Linked DNA regions of Capsicum annuum: region 2 is linked to region 1. The links are chromatin contacts, called in public Hi-C maps. All regions are on one chromosome and are shown on one strand. The core of a region is the stretch at or near the end of the contact, and the rest is flanking DNA. Distances in the headings are between cores, read along the strand shown.

Region 1 (4,639 bases), core at 547-3,046:
ATATGAAAAGTTGAAATTAAAATATTATCAAAAAAAGAAAGAGATCATTTTTTTCAAACGGACTAAAAAAAGTAGATCCTTTTTTTTGAAACGGAGAAAATATGCTTTAAAAATATAATTTTGAGTATATAACTGTATGTAGTCATTTAATAATAAAAATAATATTTAAAAAACATAATATAGTTCTCTTAATTTCATAAAAGGAATAACTAAATTGAAACAAGGTTTACCAAGAGGGCTAATTAAAATAAAATTGGAAAGTATCACGTAAATTGGGTGGGAGGGAGAAAGAAGTATATTTTTGTTTATATAGTATTATATAGGGGTGGGCAAGGTATGGTATATACTGAATATCAGATCGAAATTGAAATTTTTTATACCGCGGTATGGATGTTATGGTATTTGATATGGTATTTGGTAGGAATTTTAAATTATTTTGATATTTGGTACGATATTTGGTATTTATGCAATATATATCGAAATACCGTATACCGCACCAAAGTTTTTTAATAACGTATAAAAGCCATATATATTATATTTAATATTATTAAATATATTTGTATATCATCCATTAGCCAATTGAACACAAAAATAGCTTTTATTCAAAAATAAAATTTTGGAAAGCTTATTATTTAGGAGTACTATGCTTCAGTTTAGGTACTCTTATTTAGAATTTGCATCTCGGACTATTCAATCGTGATTGAAATGTTATTTTTGTGTAATTGATTAACAAAGATATTTGTTAGCCTAACATGATTGAGTCGTTTTTAAAATTTAAAACTATAGTTTTTTTATATGAATATTTGTAATTATAAATCAAATAAAGTATGGTTATCGAATTACTATACTATAAAATATCGAAATCGAATTTAAAAATACCGAATCATACCGAACTAATTTGATATGGTAATGGTATTGTTCTTTTAGATACCGAAAACCGAAGTTACCGTATCGAAGTTTAAAATACCGTACCATGCCCATCCCTTTATATTTGGAGAAAATGCACTATTTTCATCCTAAACTATACACGAAATTGTTGAGATACAGCCAAACTTTAAAAGGATCCTATTACCCTGGACTAATTAAAATCATATTTTTGGCAATCTTAATGCCTACTTGGTATATACGCATGCCTACGTGAATCTTCAATGTGTTGATTCACTAATGTGCCATGTATGTATTGTATAGCCATTAAGGTTATCAAAAATATATTTTCAATTAATCCAGAAGAAATAAAATCCTCTTAAAATTCGAATATTTTTTGAGTAATTTCGTGTAAAGTGCATGGTAGAAACAAAACATTTTTCCTGTATTATACTTATTATATTAGTTACTAATAGCTAGTCAACCAGTTTGACGATGGTATCAGTATTTGAAAGCAGCAAGAAAGGAAAATTAAATTGTGGAGGAGAAAAAGGTTAGGTTGAGACTTGAGAGTCGATGAAAATACCAACAATGGGACACGCTTAGTTTATTCGCATAAAAATCACGTTCTTCCTTTTTATTTAGTGTTCAGATGAGGCGGATATCTGAATAGGAAAGGCAGAAGAAACAGAGGTGTGCTAATAGTGGATATCATGTCCAACTATATAACAATTGGACCATGAAGAGATAAGAGAAACAAGATAATCTACAAGTTGAGATTTCTGTAGGTCTAGTTGAAGGAGAGACACATATCCAACTAGTCCTTAGCCAAAGGGAAAGAAAGATACTAGTGCTATATAATTTTAATTTGAGATCTTGCCTTTTTATATCTGCATCTCTCCTCCTCATTGATTGAGGGAAGAGAGAAAGAGAGAGAGATTGAGAGCTTTTCTCTTTTTTTCTCCCAAAATGGCAAGTTGGGTTCTATCAGAATGTGGTGTCAGACCACTGCCAAGAATCTACCCAAAGCCCAGACCAGGGTTAGCTAGCTCCACCGCCACCACCAATATAAATCTGAGAATTTCACCTACACGCACAGATCTGGTGTCGAGGAACTGCTGGGCATTGAGGGTTAGTGCACCACTTAGGATCCAAACTGTGGGAGAAGAAGAAAAAGAGGATAATAAAAAGACAAGAACAAGTAATGATGAATATTTCGACCCAGGGGCACCACCCCCATTCAAGCTATCTGATATTAGGGCAGCTATTCCTAAGCATTGTTGGGTCAAAAATCCATGGAGGTCCATGAGTTATGTCGTGAGGGATGTCGCTATTGTCTTGGGACTGGCGGCTGCCGCTGCTTATTTGAACAATTGGGTTGTTTGGCCTCTTTATTGGTTTGCTCAGAGTACAATGTTTTGGGCACTTTTCGTTCTCGGTCATGATTGTGGCCATGGAAGCTTTTCAAACAACCACAAGTTGAACAGCGTTGCTGGACATATCCTTCATTCTTCCATTCTTGTTCCTTACCATGGATGGTTCGTAATTTCTTTCTTCAAAACTCTTTTTCTTTTTCCCTTTTCAAATCCAAGCAACACTGTTGTCTGTCTGTCTATCTAATTGGTTGATTGGTTATTGTTTAAATTCATGTTTCAGGAGAATAAGCCACAGGACTCATCATCAGAACCATGGACATGTTGAGAATGACGAGTCCTGGCATCCTGTAAGTTTGTTTTGATGCACTTGTCAAAAACAACTACTATTATTTTTGCCTCCCTCTAACCCTCTTTGCTCTTCCCAGTTATCTGAGAAGGTTTACAACAGTTTGGATTATGCCACAAAGAAATTGAGGTTCACTCTACCCTTCCCCTTGCTGGCATATCCTTTCTACCTGGTGAGTTCCTACTTCGTATTCTTTCTCCATACTACTTTTGAAACAAAATATTTTGACACCATTCATAATAATCACAGTGGGGTAGAAGCCCTGGAAAGAAAGGTTCTCACTTTGATTCAAACAGTGATTTGTTTGTCCCAAGTGAGAAGAAAGATGTGATTACTTCAACTTTGTGCTGGACGGCAATGGCTGCATTTCTCGTGGGTTTGTCCTTTGTCATGGGTCCTATCCAATTGCTTAAGCTCTATGTCATTCCCTATTGGGTTAGTCAATTTTCCAACCTTCCTTTTCCCTAACTTTTTGTTTCTTCTTTTTAGACTCACATTATTTAACCTTAAATTCAATTCAACATTGTAGGGCTTTGTCATGTGGCTGGATATAGTTACCTATTTGCATCACCATGGCCATGATGATAAACTTCCTTGGTACAGAGGAGAGGTATAATTTTGATTTTGCTGTTTAACATTATGCCAGTATCTCCTACCACTAAGCCAGAATACCAAATGAAATGCTTCTGTGTTTACACGTTCTAACAAGTCTTTTCATGTCTTGAAAAATATTACTCCTACTATTTTATACTCCCACTTTTTTGGGATATAAGTTTAGTTGTTAGTTACTCCTATTGTATAAAAAAGAATTGGATAATTGATTATGTATGTATGAAACAGGAATGGAGTTATCTGAGAGGAGGGCTTACAACGCTTGACCGTGATTATGGATGGATTAACAACATCCACCATGACATAGGGACACATGTGATACATCATCTCTTCCCTCAAATCCCACACTATCATTTGGTAGAAGCAGTAAGTATCACAGCATTTTATGTAATTAAGCTGCTGCTCCGAATGACGTCTATTGGTCTTAAGTTACTTTATTTTTGGATTTGCAGACTGAAGCTGCTAAACCAGTGTTAGGGAAATATTATAAGGAGCCAAAGAAGTCAGGGCCTCTACCATTTTACTTGTTGGGATATCTCATTAAAAGCATGGAGGAGGATCACTATGTCAGTGACACAGGGAACGTAGTATATTATCAAACTGATCCTAACCTTTCTGGATGTCAGAAATAGAATCCTAGTATAGCAAATACCTGTTAATCAGGCAGGTGATTCTTTTTCACTAACACTATGGACATGCTCATTCGATTCAAGTTGGTTGTATAACCACAAGTGAGTCAGCTAGCTCCCCCCCTCCATTAAAGAATGGGGAAAGTTCTATATTCAATTGTTTCCATATTGTAATAATTGAGTGGAGAAAGATATTACTACTATCTTGAGGACCTTATAAACGACCTCCTGTTGGGTTGACCGAGAAAGTATATTAGTATTACGTATTCTGGATTCGGAAATGATTATAAAAAGATACCAGTCCACAACTTTTATTTTATTGTTTGCTGTGCATGGATATGACGGGAGCCTATAAAATTGTTGCCACGTGATTAGGAGGTCATAGGGTCCTAAGTCTTGAAAACAGTGGCAAGAGGGTGTTTGGATGAGCTTTTAAAAAGTAACTTATAAGTTAAAAATTGGGAGACCCTATTTTTGGCTTTTTTTTATACTTTTCTGGCTTAAATGTGAGTGTTTAAAAGTACTTTTTAGCTTTGTGAAATATTACTAAATTTTAAAAATGTTTAAAAATCAAAAAAATTATAAATAAGTCAATTTAAACACTCTAAAATTGTATACAACTGATTCTTGTGGTTGAGTTTTTTTCTGAACCGTGCGCATAGCGGGTGCACTGGACTGTTTTTCTTTTTTACGGATCTCATCCGTTAGCATCACTTATGAAGGCAATAGATATTTTTGCCGTAAGAACGTGTGTAGGAAAAAAAGAGAGTGATTTAGATTAACCGAAAAGGAAACGAGAGGTGGTGGTTTAG
Region 2 (4,598 bases), core at 1,424-3,923, 60 kb before region 1:
TGTTTAATCCAGATACTGCTTGCCATTTACATTAGGAACTATTCTGTTGTCCATAACATTTCATTAGTATAGTGAAACTATATGTCATATTGAAACCAATAGAACTGCTTAAGACTCTGTGGCACATTCCAGATTATAGTTAGGACAACTTCTGACTCTCATCATAATGCTTCTACTCAGTTTACCAAAGCAACAGAACCAGTGTAATCCCACAAAGTAAGGTCTGGGAAGGGTAGAGAGGCTGTTTGCGATAGACTCTCGGCTCAAGCAAAAAAAAGTCCAAAGCAGTATAGAGAAAGAAATAACGGAAATGAAGGCAGTCATGGCAAAATACCATAGACAACCTGACAAATCATCCTAAACAGTAGTCATAACATTATACAATGATAATCAGTTTATGGTTGTAAATATTTTCTAGACAGTTACAACTAGTTAATGGTCAATGACACTGTTTCAAGGTGTCAAGCAGTTAAGAAAAACCTTGGAAGAATGCAGCAGGATAACTTGGTACGATCTAAGGGGTAATGATAGGCTGCTAAGGGCTCAGGATTGACTTCACTCCTGATTGCGTTTTCGTTATGCTAATAATTTTGCTAGGTGTTTTTTTCAATTTGCAGGTGAACGGATCTGAATTTGCTGTCATTTCACTGTTGGCCTTCGGAAATGATTTCAGGTCTGTCACTCACTTATATTCTGTCTTGCATGGTCATTCCTAAAATACTCAGTCTGAAGCACAGGGTAAGATTGAATCCCGACACATTCATGAGCTTTCTGTTTATGATACAAAGGATGACAATGACCTGTTTATAGGATTCCGGAAGCTTTACCTTCGCTGCATAAGAAATCTCTCATGACTGCTGCAGCTGATGTCAGTATATCCCAACAACAAAAGAAGAAACAGGTTCCTAAAATGTGATACCAGGCTTCTATTATTTGTCTTTTGCTAGACCTCTTATAGAACGTGGTTTTCCGCTTTTTCTAGAATTTTACCAACAATATTTTTGGTGGCATAGTGAAAGGGTTGAAAGGGTTTAAGGAACAGCATGCTGCTGATTACGTCAATGCTCAAGATGCTCTTGTTTTTCATCTGGAAAACATATTCTGTAGATTTCCTTTCTCAGATCCTACAAATGTAGCAGATGACCTTGGAAGCCTGGAACTGAAGTTAGGTATATTTCCGTGGCCCTACTACGCCCGTTTTTGAAAAATGGTTATGGTCCACTTGTACAGATTTTCCTATAACTACCTGTGTTCTTCCATTACAGATGATATTGAAATTGATGAACCTATCCATGTTACTTCATGATCTCTCAGCAGTGATCTTGTCAAAATAGGTATTCTTTATGCGACACAGTAAATGGAATCTTCTTTCCTTCTTCTATCCTTGATGAATTTATTGTTTTATTCCTCTCATCCAGAAAAGGAAACTGATAGACAGGTCGTTGGAAGGTGGTCCTAGTGATGTCAAGCCAATACTAAGAACTCGTGAAGAAATCGTTGCTAAATATAGAAACAAGGGGGTAATACTATCCTACAAATGTCTCACAGTGAATAACTGCATTTTAGCATCTGCATTTACTGACTTGCTCATCACTTGTAGGATGCTGCCTTTGCTGCAGCACAGGCAAAAGACAAGCTTGTCGAGCGTCGGGAGAAACTTGAGGTATGTCTATTTCGAGCAAGTTTCTGTTAACCTACCTCCTGCAATATTCTTGTGCATGTCTTCGTTCTTCTGCTACTATATTGCGCAATGTAATCGATGATTTCTTTTGTAATTTATCTTTTCATTTGTTTAATTTTTTTATTTGAATTAAGGGAAAAAGGGTCAAATTTACCCCTCTATTTTGAAAAATTGGTTAAATATGTCCTTCGTCATACTTTGGGGCCAAATTTACCCCTCTACTTTGAAAAATTGGCTAAATATGTCCTTCGTCATACTTTGGGGCCAAATTTACCCCTCTACTTTGAAAAATTGGCTAAATATACCCTTCGTTATACTTTGGAGCCAAATTTACCCTCGATTTCATACTTTGGGGTCATATTTACCCTCATTGTTAAGAAATTTTTCATTTGTACCCTTTCTTTAACAAAAAAGCCCAAATCAATGTTAAATTGCCAATATTTTAAAAATAAATCACTCTAATTTAATCCGCCCAATCCGACCCACAAAAAATGCACAAACAGTTATACTCCTCCCTCAATTCTGGGTCGAATTTTTTCAAGAAACAAAAATACTTAACTTTCAACGTGCAAAGCTGATAGGTTGTTTACAAATGAACAAAACGTAAAAGGAAATGGGATCATGTAGAAGCATAAGACTAGAGAAAATGTCTATTACAAACTTTGTTCTTATTTGATTATGTTCAAATTTCAAAATTGGGTATGCAATTCTATGTGCATCTAGATTCTAAAACCAGTGAATAAATTTTCTGAGCAAATAAAATGATGAAAAATTTGTATAAATCTAAATTACATATAAAGATATATGAACGAAGAGATGTCACGATTGGCACATAGGGAGACCTCTTAACTCAATCATCCAGAAAAATATCCAATGGCCTAGTCTATTGCATTTAACCGTCAAGTGTCATTTTTTATGAGCTCTACATTGATGTAGATCCATGAACTGAGGGAGTGTGGTCCTTGTTTGTACAAAGAATATTCCAAGTATATTCCAAGTCTTCCAAAGGAAGAAAGAGTCCAAAAACATCAAAAATGAAATATTCTCAAAGAAGAGGACAAGGGGAACACAACAAATTCAAACTCTTTGAGCTTGAAAAAAGTCCAATTCTTGTATTTCTTTCATCCAAAACCGATTACTGCACCTCCAAGTTGAAGAATTGATTGAATAACAAGTTCGAAACAAGCATTCCCCAAAAACGTCAACCATTTAGAAGTTGCCACATCATCAATCCGTCCATTCCCTTTAAGCTCAAATTTTAGAATTCTAAGTTTCTTTTCTTTGATTCTTAGTAGCCGTTTGGCCGTGAAAACTAAAATTTTTCGGAGTTGAAATTGGAGTTGGAGTTGTGTTTGGCCATGTTTTTTTTGAAACTTTTTTTTGACTTTTGAAAAAACTTTTTTAAATATGATTTTATGCCCAACTTTTACAAACTATCAAAATCATCCAACTAAAATTTACCTACTAACGGAAAAAGAACACAATTAGACACTTTTATAAAAATAATTACATATACATGGTCATATTTAATGAGTTTCAATTATGACATATATAATATTTACATTAATAGCCGTTTTCTCATATTTGAAAATTTAAATATGGATGCTATATTAATATATCACTGCTTCCTATTTTTTAGGTAACAAATATGATCTTTCAAACAAATTTATTTTTTTAGGAATTTATTTAATTTATTTACTTTAGTTTTTGTTCCTAAAAAATAGGAAATGATGAGTTGTTATTAAATTTTATGGTGCCGCTAATTTATTTTTTTAATTTTCTTATACATAAAAGATTTTACTGTGTGAATAAATTATTTCTATGTAAAACATACTTTGCATATTTATGGTATATTATATCATATACCATAAATATATAAATATGCTTAGTATGTTTCTTTATACTTTGTATATCTATATATGTGTGTATATATATATATGAAAAATATGTATCACCGATTTTTATTTTTAGCATATATATGGTATAAACTATTTATATTTGAATAGTATAATAAAGATTACACAATATAATATATATAATCAAATTAAAAATGAGAATAATTTGTGGCAGTGGTAAACTAATCTGCTACAACTTTATTAATTCCATAAATATAGAAAACGATTATCCATTATTAATTACACGACTATAATTCCTTAAACGTCCGTATCACAACAGAAAAATTATTATTATATTATAGTAATTAGGATCATTAGCAATAAAATAATGTCTTAAATAAGGGAGAAAATTAAATAAGGGAGAAAAATAATGATGAGAGAGAAAAGAGATATATATTAATTGGGATATCATTAAGTTTGAAATTATAATTATCTTATTCTTTAAAACTGTTATGTACGTAATATTGTTATAAAGAGAGTTTTATGAAAAAATTTAAAATATTGGGGTTATATGTAATAATATTAAAAGTTGGAATTGGAGTTGAAAAATTGTGAAAACACCAAAAACCTATTTTCCCTTTTCAGAAAAAAATTTTGAAATTATTTTTCGAATTTTCATGGCCAAACACCACAATTTCCAATTCTGAAAAAAAATTCGAAAAAGAAGGAAAATTTTTCATGGTCAAACAGGCCCTTAGTTTCATTTCTTGATTCTAATACTAATTAGCAACTATTAATCACCTACTAGGTTGTGAATTAGGGCTCGTTTGGCCATGAAAATTTTTCCCTTTTTTTCGAAAAAATTTTCCGGAGTTGGAAATTGTGGTGTTTGGCCATGAAAATTTGGAAAATTTTTCTGAAAAGGGAAAATAGGTTTTTGTTGTTTTCACAATTTTCCAACTCCAATTCCAACTTTAATTATTATTACAAATAACCCCAATCTTTTAAATTTTTACATAAAGCTCTCCTTATAACATTACTTTTTCAATATTACGTATATAGCAGTTTTAAAGAATAAGATA

The links. A called contact is a pair of places that touch in the nucleus more often than the background predicts.
Region 2: a contact with region 1 is called in a Hi-C map of placenta, with 1.9 times the contacts expected there. The contact joins the enhancer-like site here to the promoter of LOC107873310 in region 1.

The regions. Positions count from the first base shown.
Region 1 is chr6:89,609,159-89,613,797 of UCD10Xv1.1, reverse strand. It overlaps LOC107873310 (omega-3 fatty acid desaturase, chloroplastic-like), which reads left to right and starts at 1,796. Exons shown (of 12, transcript NM_001325029.1): 1 at 1,796-2,042; 2 at 2,044-2,066; 3 at 2,069-2,402; 4 at 2,521-2,587; 5 at 2,666-2,758; 6 at 2,836-3,021; 7 at 3,116-3,196; 8 at 3,427-3,564; 9 at 3,651-3,797; 10 at 3,799-3,812; 11 at 3,814-3,831; 12 at 3,834-4,030. The coding sequence starts at 1,834. The coding sequence ends at 3,843.
Region 2 is chr6:89,669,931-89,674,528 of UCD10Xv1.1, reverse strand. It overlaps LOC107873311, which reads left to right. Exons shown (of 13, transcript XM_047414801.1): 9 at 1-1,169; 10 at 1,266-1,334; 11 at 1,419-1,520; 12 at 1,601-1,663. Among protein-coding and RNA genes, the nearest start is that of LOC107873311, 48 kb to the left of the region's middle. Within about 2 kb of position 2,673, at least 1 of the 5 cell types and tissues checked has an H3K27ac peak or open chromatin away from gene starts, as enhancers often do.